Linked DNA regions of Mus musculus: all the other regions are linked to region 1. A link is a contact called in public ChIA-PET and HiChIP or PLAC-seq data. All regions are on one chromosome and are shown on one strand. Each heading gives the region's core, a stretch centred on a gene start, on an enhancer-like site or on the middle of the called end of the contact. The rest is flanking DNA. Distances are from core to core; before and after follow the strand shown. Region 1 has its middle 26 kb from the start of 1700072O05Rik. Region 2 overlaps Cecr2 (CECR2, histone acetyl-lysine reader). Region 3 overlaps Atp6v1e1 (ATPase, H+ transporting, lysosomal V1 subunit E1).

What was found. ChIA-PET counts read pairs in DNA pulled down with a chosen protein or histone mark. HiChIP or PLAC-seq counts read pairs in DNA pulled down with a chosen protein or histone mark.
Region 2: a contact with region 1 is called in an H3K4me3 HiChIP or PLAC-seq map of forebrain, with 3 times the contacts expected there. The contact joins two enhancer-like sites. A contact is called at or near these places in 6 of 484 Hi-C or Micro-C datasets (bone marrow-derived macrophages, cumulus cells, embryonic fibroblasts and 3 more) and 11 of 115 datasets of contacts at active chromatin or transcription factors (craniofacial prominence, differentiating embryonic stem cells, embryonic basal ganglia and 5 more).
Region 3: a contact with region 1 is called in an RNA polymerase II ChIA-PET map of memory CD8 T cells, with 6 read pairs. The contact joins two enhancer-like sites. A contact is called at or near these places in 1 of 484 Hi-C or Micro-C datasets (embryonic stem cells), 6 of 115 datasets of contacts at active chromatin or transcription factors (embryonic stem cells, large pre-B cells, memory CD8 T cells and 1 more) and 3 of 9 other capture datasets (adipose tissue, embryonic stem cells and pancreatic islet).

What each region holds. Positions count from the first base shown.
Region 1 is chr6:120,578,572-120,582,151 of GRCm38.p6, reverse strand. No RefSeq gene overlaps it. Among named protein-coding and RNA genes, the nearest start is that of 1700072O05Rik, 26 kb to the right of the region's middle. Within about 2 kb of position 1,846, at least 212 of the 459 cell types and tissues checked have an H3K27ac peak or open chromatin away from gene starts, as enhancers often do. A contact at or near this core is called in forebrain and memory CD8 T cells, where this site is marked.
Region 2 is chr6:120,714,517-120,718,435 of GRCm38.p6, reverse strand. All of the region lies in intron 1 of Cecr2 (CECR2, histone acetyl-lysine reader), which reads right to left. It overlaps Gm52876 (a long non-coding RNA gene), which reads right to left. Exons shown (of 2, transcript XR_003956357.1): 2 at 1-3,919. Among named protein-coding and RNA genes, the nearest start is that of Gm52876, 21 kb to the right of the region's middle. Within about 2 kb of position 1,620, at least 45 of the 459 cell types and tissues checked have an H3K27ac peak or open chromatin away from gene starts, as enhancers often do. A contact at or near this core is called in forebrain, where this site is marked.
Region 3 is chr6:120,797,823-120,801,857 of GRCm38.p6, reverse strand. Atp6v1e1 (ATPase, H+ transporting, lysosomal V1 subunit E1) reads left to right here. Exons shown (of 9, transcript NM_007510.3): 7 at 721-815; 8 at 3,894-3,981. Among named protein-coding and RNA genes, the nearest start is that of Atp6v1e1, 23 kb to the left of the region's middle. Within about 2 kb of position 2,082, at least 87 of the 459 cell types and tissues checked have an H3K27ac peak or open chromatin away from gene starts, as enhancers often do. A contact at or near this core is called in memory CD8 T cells, where this site is marked.

The sequences.
Region 1 (3,580 bases), core at 597-3,096:
ACTCAGAGGCAAAAGCGGGGGATCTCTGTGGGTTCAAGGCTAGCACGGACTAGCAGGAGAGTTCCAGGCCAGCCTAGTGAAAAACCCTGTCTAAAAATAAATAAGTGCTGGTGAGATGGCTTAGCAGTGGTTGAGAGCTCTGACTGCTCTTTCAGAGGTCTGGAGTTCAAGTCCAGCAACCACATGGTGTTTGACAACCATCTATAGGGGGATCTGATGCCCTCTTCAGGCAGGCAGATGTATGTGCAGCAGAGCACTCATACATTAAATAAATAAAATTTAAAATAAATAAATAAATAAATGACTAGCTAAATTATGAGGCAGGTCCTTTTTTATTTAAAAAATTTCTATTAATTAGTTAACTAGTCAATGAATTGTGTGTGTGTGTGTGTGTGTGTGTGTGCACGGTGGCCAGCACCTTTAACCTCTGAGCTCTCGTCAGGGCCCCCTTTTGCAGTTTACCAGTGAGAAAACTAAATCTGGGGGTCTGAGGAAGTTGAAGTCTCTCCTTCAAGGCCAGAAAGCCTTGACTGTCGTCCTGCCCAGCCCTGTGCTAAGTTGGTCTCTTGGCTGCTTACCACACCAAACAGCATTGTGCGTTCAAATACCTGATGACAGTCTGGGTGAAGCTCAGTGGCGGGGCCTTTGCTCCGCATATGCAGTGCAAGGCCCAGCTTTGCCCTCCAGCACAAAGGGATGGGAGGTTCGAACAAATGAAAGGCAGGCTTGGGTCCTTCAAACACAAGCCCTTCTGCATAAACTGTAAAGACAAATTTATGAGGAACTAGAGGCACAGCGCGGGGAGTGTTGGGGGCCTGGGAGGTGGGAGGGTGGAGTGGGGGTGCCAGGGGGGTGAGGGTGTAAGGACAGAAAAACAGGGTGGGGGGCACCAAGTTTTATCATCTTAAGCTTCTCACAGTTGAGGTGGCTGGCAGTGCAGGGTTCAAGCTGTGAATTGCGCTCAGAGCCTCTAGGGTATCTCACCAGGCAGCTTAGGGCACACACTTGCTCCCTGGGAAGAGGCACTCTGGAGTTCCTCTCCTGTGTCCCCAACTAATGGGACCTTCTGTTAATGCCTGCCATTGGCGCTGGGGACCTATTAAGCCCTAAGCTAACTTAGGGCTTCTGACTACCAAACCCAAAGTGTGTTGTCACAGGGACACACCAAGCACAATAATATATGTGATATATGTAACATGTGTCAGAGCACATCATATATATGCCTCTCTTCTGCACTATCAAGTATTACAAGAGGTGACTTGACTTTCTCCCGGGTGTTTTCCAGAGCCCTCTATCCCAGAGCCTACTTCCCCTGCAGTCTGGAATGGAACTGGACCCCTGAGGGCTCCTCTGTACAGATTAACCCTTTCCTTTCACTCTTCCTGTCCCTAGCAAAAGGGCTCTGGGCCAAATGGCCAGACACTGGCTCCAGGGCTGGCGGATGCCATAAACCTGTTTTCCTTGGGGACTCCAGAGATCCATGCCTGACTTTCAGAAGCACAAACGTTTTGTTTGAAATGGCCTCGGGAGGAGAGAGAGAGAGAGAGAGAGAGAGAGAGAGAGAGAGAGAGAGAGAGAGAGAGAGAGAGAGAGAGAGAGAGCGCACAGGGCTCCAGACACGTGTTCCTCATTTGCCATTGGTGGGGCACAGGGGCGGCGGAGGGGCTGGGGGGGGGGGCGTGTTGCGGAGTAAGTGCCAGCAGGAGAGAGGCAGACTGCAGCAGCTGCTGCCGCCACCATGCCACCAGGGAGTGAGGCTTCTGGGGGGAATGGAGGGAGAGAGTGCACGGAAGAAGGGGTGGGACTTGGGGACGAGGGCGGTGTCACTGGGGAGGAGAGAGCAGGTGGTGGCTTGTTTATCTGCTCAGCTGTTTTGTATCTCTGAGCCTGAGCGCCAGAGACTGAGACCAGAGCAGCTGGGAGGAGGGAAAGCGGTGCAACTAGGAGCCCTAGTGGTCTTTTGCCTTAGTTACAGGTCTCGAAACCAAAGCAGAGCCGCCGGAGGGAGATCCACGTGGGTGCTGTACTCCCTCCTCTGTCTGTAGGGTTGCTTGCGGCCCATATGCTCACTTCTGCCGTGCAGACACCCTGGCAATGCCCTCTTGCACAGTGCAAAGGTTTTCACTGGGTAGTCACCCCCTGGGCTGACACTGGCACAAATGCAATGTAAATATCCCTGGGTCTCACTGGCACAGTCTTATACGTTAATTGGCATGGCCCTGGGGGTGGGGCGGGCAAGTCTGCCAGCTCCTAGCCTCGGTAGCAACCCAGCCTGTTCCAGTGGATGCCATCTGGGTGCAAACAGGTCACCACCCCAATTTCTGCCCGGTTTGTCCCAGCATCTCCGTCCATAGGCAGGGACTTCCCCTCTCCTGTACATATATAGTCCAAGACCAACGGAGTTACTAACGGGTCCCCTTCACACCCCAGTGCCTCTGTCTCATTTGCATGCTAAATTGTTCAGAGGCAAAGCTCCAGCTTAGTTTGCCCTGCCGCCTTTTGACCAGGTTAATAAACACAGCGGCTTTAGCGCAGGAGCGTTTGGGAGGGAGTCCACCTTAATTACGGTAGTTTGAGAGTTCACTCGCTGTCTCCGCGGCCCTTCCTCCAGCTTTGTTCTTGTTTGTTTGTTCAAATGAGAACGTTTTTGGAGACTTTGGTGCCCGAGTCCCTCCCCTCCCCATGAGGATTGCCAAAGGTCTCTTTCTGCCTTCCTCATGGAGCACAAAGCCAGGATGGCTCCGCTGACAAAGGGTCTGCTCCCCTGGCACTGGGCCTAGGGGTTAGGATGGGGTAGAAAATGCAGATGCCTGTGGGGCTCTTTTAAGCTGCCAGTTTAAAGACACATACAAGCTCATGCTCGCGCGCGCTCACACACACACACACACACACAAACCACCCCACAAGCCACCCATGTACCAAGGGCTGCTGAGCACTGCTCCTCTGACCTCTCTCACCTGTGTCCGGAGGGGGCAGGGCAGGAGGGAAGCTTGCTCAGCCTGTTCAGCCTATGGATGTGCACAGCCACGGCCTTGGTTTTGGGATAGGCTGACTGTGGAAGCTCAGGGATACAGGGGCAGTTTGCAGCTCCCAGAGGCTAACGCTGCTCTTACAACTTTGGTGTTTTGGAGCCATGTTCCCAGGGCTGGATCCTCCCGTGTAAAGAAACAGGATTGTGCCTCTAAGCCCACCCTTTCCCACTTTACAGATACGCTGGCTTTTAGAATGCCAGTTTCCTTGTCTCTAGCCCATTTCCTTTTCCAGACACAAGGCAATCCAATGAAAGTTCTCTCTTCGTGGCAGCAGGTCCCACAGCTAGCCTGTTTAACTGTCTGTTCTTCAACCCCCGCAGCTTTCGGCCACCCTATTGTCGTCTGGTCAGTGACAGCACCTCCACCTTCCTTCTACACCAAGCAAATTCTCTAGTCTTCACTTATGAGAGATCAGAGCTTCAGCTGGCACCCAGTCAATTGACCGGCCAGCTTGGTTTGCAGTGCTGGGGATGGAACCCACAGCCTGGCTCATGCCAGATAAATGCTCTACTCTTGAGCTATCCCCAGCCCTTGTCATTTTGTTTGTT
Region 2 (3,919 bases), core at 371-2,870, 140 kb before region 1:
CTAAGTACAACTAAGCCTATGATAGCTAGCCTCTGTAGCTCTAAAAGAACATTGCTTTCAAGGAGCATTTGCTGTGGGGCCAGGATCTCTGCCCTCCCAGTCCTTCCCCACCTTTGAATTCGGGACATGGTTGTTTGCTGCGCACTAGACAACTTGTGCTACCTCTACTCAACCAATGCTGTTTCCTTTTTCCTGAGGTGTACTATGTAAACAATGAACTGCATTCAAAAAAGATACCTGACTATATATCTGTCTCTCTGTAACGAATGTAACGAATAAGTCATGTTGAAGACACTGGTCTTTACAACTCTTACAAGTCTTCCCAGAAGACTTCAATTTTGTGGTCCTACCACCAAAATGCCACAGCTACATTAACATTTACTGTAATACACACTTCTATGGGATTTACTATGTCCCCTTGTTCACCACACTCAAGCCCTGATCTTTTGAGCTGGGGATGGAACCCAAGACCTTCATTATAGACCAGTATTCACCACTGATATGTGTGTGTGTGTGTGTGTGTGTGTGTGTGTGTGTGTGTAGTGTGTGTATATGTAGTATGTAGTGTGTGCATGTGCACACACACAGAGCTCCAGTTGTGCACTTCTACAAGGCCTTTTCCCAGAGAATGCTAGGTCAAGAGTTATTAAAGCTAGACACAGTGATCTACACCTTCAATCCCAGCACTCAGGAGGCAGAGATAGGCAAGCCAGAGCTACACACTGAAATCCTCTCTCCCCCAACCCCCTATAAGCAAAAAATTTTAAATAGCTGCTTTATCCTGCTCCTGTAGGTAATAGAGTCCCAGCAGTTTATACTAATAAATAAACCAAAAACTCTATAGTGAAACATACCTTTCTCTCATTCTGGAGTGGAATGGACAGTAAGAATGTTATAGGAGAAAACAGCAACAACAAAAGAACGGAGAAGCCATTTTAATCCTGCTTAACAAAAGGACCAGCTTGGTTAACCTTTTCCATGTTAGTTTAATGGTACAGAATCTCAGACACAGAAAAGAAAAAGTTCTGGAGATGTGCCTCACATCGGTGTGACTGCACTTAACACTACTAAAATGTGCACTCAAATGACTAGCAGCAAGGTACTACTGAACTGCACTTAAGAATGGTTAATGGGGAAATCGTTTTAATAGTTCAATTTTAAAACTTTTTGCCACAATTTAACATTTTTTTCTATTAGGAAAATATTGCTAAGTATGGTCTCTGACACATACTATAAATATTACAGGTCATCCTTACAATGACAGTCTGAGCAAACACTAGGGATAAAACGATCTTCAAAATTTACAAGTTTCAGAACAGAAATTGAAATTCTCTTTAACTCACAGCCCATCATGTTCATGCTCTAATAAGTTGCTTACAAAAAACTACTTGGAAATCCAGGTTATTCAAAGCTTTAAGGTTTCAACCTGGAGCTTAAGTCGTAAGACTAAGGCAGCAAGGGAGAGAGCCTCCTAAAAATCTCCACCCCAACCTTTTTTTTTTTTGGTTGCTTTTCTCACTTTCTCTCCTACTCTTTTGTATCTCCCTTTCACTGTGTGCAATGAACTGTGAGCACCGAAATGTGACCTTTGCCAAGATGCTCAGGGGCAGAAGAGGAAGGGAAAGGCAACAGCAGAAAAGGCAGCAGATCGGCAGAGAGAGGGGAACCTTGTTCCCATCCACTCTGCAGCCTCAGAGAGTAGGTGAAGAGAGTAACAGGATTTGCCCCTCTTGCAGCTGTCGTCACAGCTCATTAGTGAAAAGCCCGAATCAATGTCCCCCCACTTTCCCTGCCCCAGAGAACAAATCTTTCCACCATGCAGTGGCTACTGGGGAAGAACTCAGGCTGAGCAAGGGACAGCCCACACCACTGGGCAATGGAAAGTAACACAAAGAGGTGCTTTTAGCACACTTGCAGAAAAGTATTCTTAACTGCTTATTTCTAAAGTCCTGCCTGCTTAACAAAACCATTTGACTATATAGACACTCTAAAGATAGGATATTCCTAAATCCCTTCTCTTAAACAACACTGATATTTTCTCTTGCCTGCTGGGATGCTCCTGTTCATTGTACAAATTTTCTTTAATCTTACTCAATAGGAAATCTTTCTTCTAATTCCAAATAAGGACAAAGATCATAGATTTGCATAATTACCAATCAATCACAATAATGCTTTGAGTTCATTAGAGACAGAAAAGTAGTAAACAAAAACACCTAAAAAGAATAATAGATTCTGTTTGTTGCATTAACTTTTTTTAGAGCTAAAATCCTTCTGATGTACATAGGATCAAGGATGGTGTAGGATCTGGGTCAGCTCTGCTCCTGTGTGGGAACAGATCCACTTCTGCACAAAGGGAAGCTCAGCAGGCCCTGGGAAGGGCTCTCCCAGCTGCTGTTCAAGAGAGAATGCCTGGAGTGTAAGCTCAGAATGCTCCAAGAAAAAAAGCATACTGGTCTCCAGAAGGCACCCTGACTTTGACAGCTGATGCTTTCTCACTTGGTATAAATTAATTTAATCCCAAAGGCATGTGCCATGCCAATTTAGACTGTAGAGTATAAATCAGATAGAGTGCCTATAATGCTCAGGGACCTGAAACCAGCTATAAACAATTTTAGTTGGTCCAGCAGCATATCTCGGATACTTCCAAAGGCTGAAGGTCTGTTTTGCTGCTTTGCTGTAATATTTTTTTTTTCCTCAACTTCCCTTGAAACAGAATAGATCTAAAATAAAATAGCTTCTTCCATCAAAGTTGAATGCAACTCTAAACCACCAATTTTTCTGCAAAATATTAATTATACCAATAAAAAACAGTAAACCTAGAGTGCAACTTTCTATTAAATACGAGATATTTTAGGATTGCGGGGAGGGAGGGGTGAGCAAGGAGGAGCAGGAGATTCCTGCAGCTCCATGGAACTTCCAGACTACAGAAAGGCCCAAAAGCTTTCCACTTGTCACATTCTGGGAGGCTCGTGCAAGCATGGCCACGCAGAAAAGAAATCTGGAAAAACAGGTTCCTGGCTAGCCATACCCAACTTCTACCACCAGGCTGTCTAGATTTCATGACTGATGTGAGTTATTCAATGATGGCAGGTAGGGTAGCTGAGTTCTACCACCCATGGGCAGGATACAGGAAACACAGGGCAAAATGGCACAGCTTCCTGAACAGTCTTACTTTGCGCCTTTGCTTTTACTGTTGGTCCTTGCAGCAGGGGAAGGTACACTTAATTAAAGCAGGAGGCTGTCAGAACTACTTCTGGAAGCTACTTCAAATGACAGTCCAGGCATCAGAAACTATTGGCCCTCTCTACTCTCAACCAGGACTCACCCCTCCCCCTTTTGGCAAGGGGTGTAGGGATTAAGGCAGAGGGCATTTAGATGGAGTGGCTTCTATATGTAATAGAGATAAAACTGGCTTGAGGCCAGAGATGGCTCAGAAGTTAACAGCATAAACCGCTCTTGTAGAAGACATGAATGGGCTCCAGTACCAATGCTGAGAGGCTTAGAGGCCTCCCCCTGGTGGGTACCTGTCCTCTTGTGTACATACCCAATACAGATAAACACACATACACATTATTAAAAAGACAGTTTTTCTCTTAAAAGGACATTGGCTTTTGAAGGAAAGCGTAATCGACCCCAAAAGGTTAAGGTAGACATAATTGGCAGGACCTGTTGTTTGGGAGAGCGATGCCAGTTCTGGGAAGGAGGGGTAGGAGGATATGTTGAAAGCATGAAAATGGACATTGAGAGAAAGGGAGGAAACACTTCAGAAGTAGAGTCTACAGCTTTTTACAATTAAGTGTAGGTTTTAAAAAAAAAAAAAAATCAGAGCCAGACGTGGTAGCGCAAGCCTTTAATCCCAGCACTCGGGAGGCAGATTTCTGAGTTTGAGGCCAGCCTGGTCTACAAAGTGAGTTCCAGG
Region 3 (4,035 bases), core at 833-3,332, 220 kb before region 1:
CTAGCTCTCCAGCCAAGTGAATTCTCTGTAATAGCTGTTGAAAGGAAGTGAAGCCTCTCTTAGTAAGAGGTGCCATCCTCACTTCCAAAGCTGCCAGATCCCCATCCCCACTGTGCAGCTGATACCACACTGTCTTCTGCCCATACCTCACACCTGAGCTCTGTGGCACTGTCCCTGGAGTCCCTGGTTTGTCCATTCAGTTCCAGGCCCATTGGCTGTTCATGGATGAGCCTCTGCCTCTTCCTCCCACCTGTGTGTGTGCACACACTCCTTCTTCCTCCCACCTGTGTGTGTGCACTCTCCTCCTTCCTCCCATCTGTGTGTGTGCACACTCCTTCCTCCCACCTGTGTGTGTGCACACTCCTTCTTCCTCCCACCTGTGTGTGTGCACACTCCTTCCTCCCACCTGTGTGTGTGCACACTCCTTCTTCCTCCCACCTGTGTGTGTGCACACTCCTTCCTCCCACCTGTGTGTGTGCACACTCCTTCTTCCTCCCACCTGTGTGTGTGCACACTCTCCTTCCTCCCACCTGTGTGTGTGCACACTCCTTCTTCCTCCCACCTGTGTGTGTGCACACTCCTCCTTCCTCCCACCTGTGTGTGTGCACACTCTCCTTTTCCCCCTCTTCCTCAGGAAACACTGTGAGGACCTCAGCAGCAAAGCTCGATTTTACCTGAAACTCTTTTATTGTTTTCTGTTTGCTTCCCCCCCGCCCCCAGGCCGCAGTACAAAAAGCAATCCCTATGTATAAAATTGCTACCAAAAAGGATGTTGATGTCCAGATTGACCAGGAGGCCTACCTGCCTGAGGAAATGTAAGGATCTTTCTGTTAAATCTGCTGCTTGTTATGGGAATGGCCTTGGTGCTGAGTCTTTTAAAAACTCTTTTCTTTATTGTTATTATTCGGGGTGGGGGGAGTGAGTCCCAGTTGATTTGTCTTGCTGCAACACTATGACGGAAAAGCAAGTTGAGGAAAAGGTTTATTTGGCCAACACTTCGAGATCACAGTCCATCATTGGAAGACGTCAGGACAGGAATTTAAGCAGGGCTGGAAGCTGATACAGAGGTCACAGAGGGGGCTGCTTATTGACTTGCTCCTTAGGGCTTGCTCAACCTGCTTTCCTTTTTTTTTTTTTTTTTTTAAAGATTTATTTATTATTATATGCACATACACTGTAGCTGTCTTCAGACACTCCAGAAGAGGGTGTCAGATCTCATTATGGATGGTTATGAGCCACCATGTGGTTGCTGGGATTTGAACTCAGGACCTTCTGAAGATCAGGCAGTGCTCTTAACCATTGAGCCATCTCTCCAGCCCCCTCAGTTGGGCCCTCCCCCATTGATCACTAATTGAGAAAATGCCTTATCTATAGCTGGATATCATGGAGGCATGTCCTCAACTGAGTCTCCTTCCCTTCTGCTGGCTCTAGTTGTATCAACTTGACACAAAATCAGCCAGTACAGTGGGAAAGCCCATCCTGGATTTAGTCCTCAGCCCTAAGAACACTGTTTTCTTGGGTGAGGTCTTTGCTGCAGGAGAAAGGTGTGGCTGTATCCTCCAGGTACCTGCGTCTGTTTTCCTGTCATTCCTTCAAGCTGGTCTTGAGGTCAGGGCGGCAACACTTTGTGCATGGGAGTGTGGAACATAATCCTGTTCGCTGTTGGAAATTAGTGTTGGTGCCCAGAGCTTTCTGTCTGACATCACATTGCTACCATTGCCTAGCCTGGAGCAGGGTCTTGGGAAACCTTGAGCTAAATGGAAAGAGCTGAGGCTTGGGGCTGTGACATGGTTGAGAACGAACATTGGCCGTCAAAAATAGATTTGGGGTTTGAGGGTTTGTTTTATTTCTTGCTACACCAGGTAGAACCCAGGATGTCATGAAAGCGTGAGTCAGATGTGGGTTTGCTTTACTCGGCTGAGGGCTGTCTGAGTGGTGATGCAACACTTATTTTGTCTCTTTGAGCCTTGGCTTCAGTTTTGGTTTTTTTGTTTTTGTTATTCTGGTGGTAAGAGGATGAGACAGGATTTCATTCTGTAGACTAGGTTGGTTTTGTTCACAGCAGCCAGGAGGCTGGGATCACAGGCATGGCTCACCATGCCCAGCTGACTTGAGTAAATTGAAGCATTTGAAATGAGATCATGTCTAGGCGTGCTCAGTGGTGCCGATGTGCTGTGGAAACTGAGCAGACAGTGCAGAGACATCAGGTACAGGGCTGGCTGATCCTCCTGGGACCTTGTCATCAGACATGTATTGAATTTCAGAGAGCAGAATAGCAATGACGTGGGCTGGGGTGCAGCTCGGTAGTTGAGAGCGTGCATAGCAGGTGTGAGATCAAGTCCCATCATCAGCACCAAAGACAGACAAAGTGCCGATGCTTCCCATTGTGTAGTATCTTCAAGTCTAAGACAGCACTGTCATGGCCAGGTATACTAACATTTCCCAATTGACACACAGGAAAAGCTAGGCATGGGGCACCTTCCTGTAATCACAGTCCTTGGGATGCTGTAGCAGAAGATTGTCAGGAGTTCATGGCCAGCAACGTGGAGATGCACATCCTACCAGCGGTGTAGCTGCCAACCTGGGCAACATAACTACACCTTGTTTGAAAACAGAAAACAAAAATTGGCAATTTTCATGCTATGCAAGATAAATAGGTCAAGATCTGCTAGTTTCTGCCAGATGACAAGAGGCAGGCAGTTCTTATCTGAAGGATGCGTGGCTTTCAGAGCCTTTTGAGGTTTAATATTACAGTTAAGAGATTGCAGGCTTACTGTTTTGGGTTAAGTGGTATTTGTTTAATGTGGTTACTACTCCTTTTGGTTTCTCAGAGTGCATTTCCTCATCTACTACATCTCGTACACGAGACTCAGGTTGCTGTGAAGTTAGGAAGCTGTAGGCTCATCAGGAGTGCTGTGCTTGCTCAGGAGGCTGATCACCTCTCAGCCTCTTGGCTCCAATTGATGATAGAGTGTTTGAGGCCAGTTTGAACCATGCAGGGAGACCCTGTCTCAAAACACAGAAGGAAAGAGAAGAAAGCTGACACTCAGTGCCTGCTGAGGTCATTTTTGCTTATTCTCTCCCTTCCTGTCCTCACATTCCCCCACAAAACACCCAGGAGTCAGGATCTCAGCAGAGCAACATCTTTAGTGCTATGGAGACTGGAAAAAAAGAGGGAGGCACAGAAAGGGGGAGATTGGTACAGCTGTGGCCATCAGCCACCGAACATCCCAAGGAGGAAGTACCAATCCTTTCCCACCTGTGCATAATGGCACGTGCCTGTAATCTCCACAGAAGCAGGAGGATTTTAGATGGTAAGTCCTAGGCTAGCCTGGGCTACCTAGTGAAATGTTGTCTCAAGTAGTATCTGGGTCCTTGTCTGATAGTCCATTTATCTTGGTAATTGACAGAACTGGTCATTTGTAGGTGAATCTTGTTCCCCATGGTTCCTTGAAATACAGTTGACCTGTGTATGTCTCTTGAGTGCTGAGAGGCTTTGAGGAGTGAGGTGACACGTGAGGGTGGCTAGAGGCAGGCACTAGGCAGCCAGGCATGTTGAGTCACTGTCCTTCCTTTGTCAGCAGCATGCAGGTGCCGCCTCTCCATAGGCTGCCTGGTGACTCATAGCTAAGAGAATTGAAGCTGGTTTCTACCTTGCTGGGAAGGGCTGGCTAGAATTGAACAGCACGCTGCAGCCCCATGGCTGTGCTCAACAGTCACTGTACCCTGTGTGCGAGCACTGTGAGTTCTCTCTGACGCTGTGGGATTAGTGTTGCCCTGTCTGTACACTTTACATGCCGAGGCTGTCCTGTGCTGAGGGTAGGAGTCGGGTAAGTGTCGTGTCATGGACATACATCTCAAGCCCGTGACATTACTTCCTGTGTTCTCTGTAGAGCTGGTGGCGTTGAGATCTATAATGGGGATCGCAAGATAAAGGTTTCCAACACCCTGGAAAGCCGGCTGGACCTGATAGCCCAGCAGGTGAGTGCAGACTCTGGTTACGTGTCGGCTGGCACTTACTGCAGAGAACTCAAC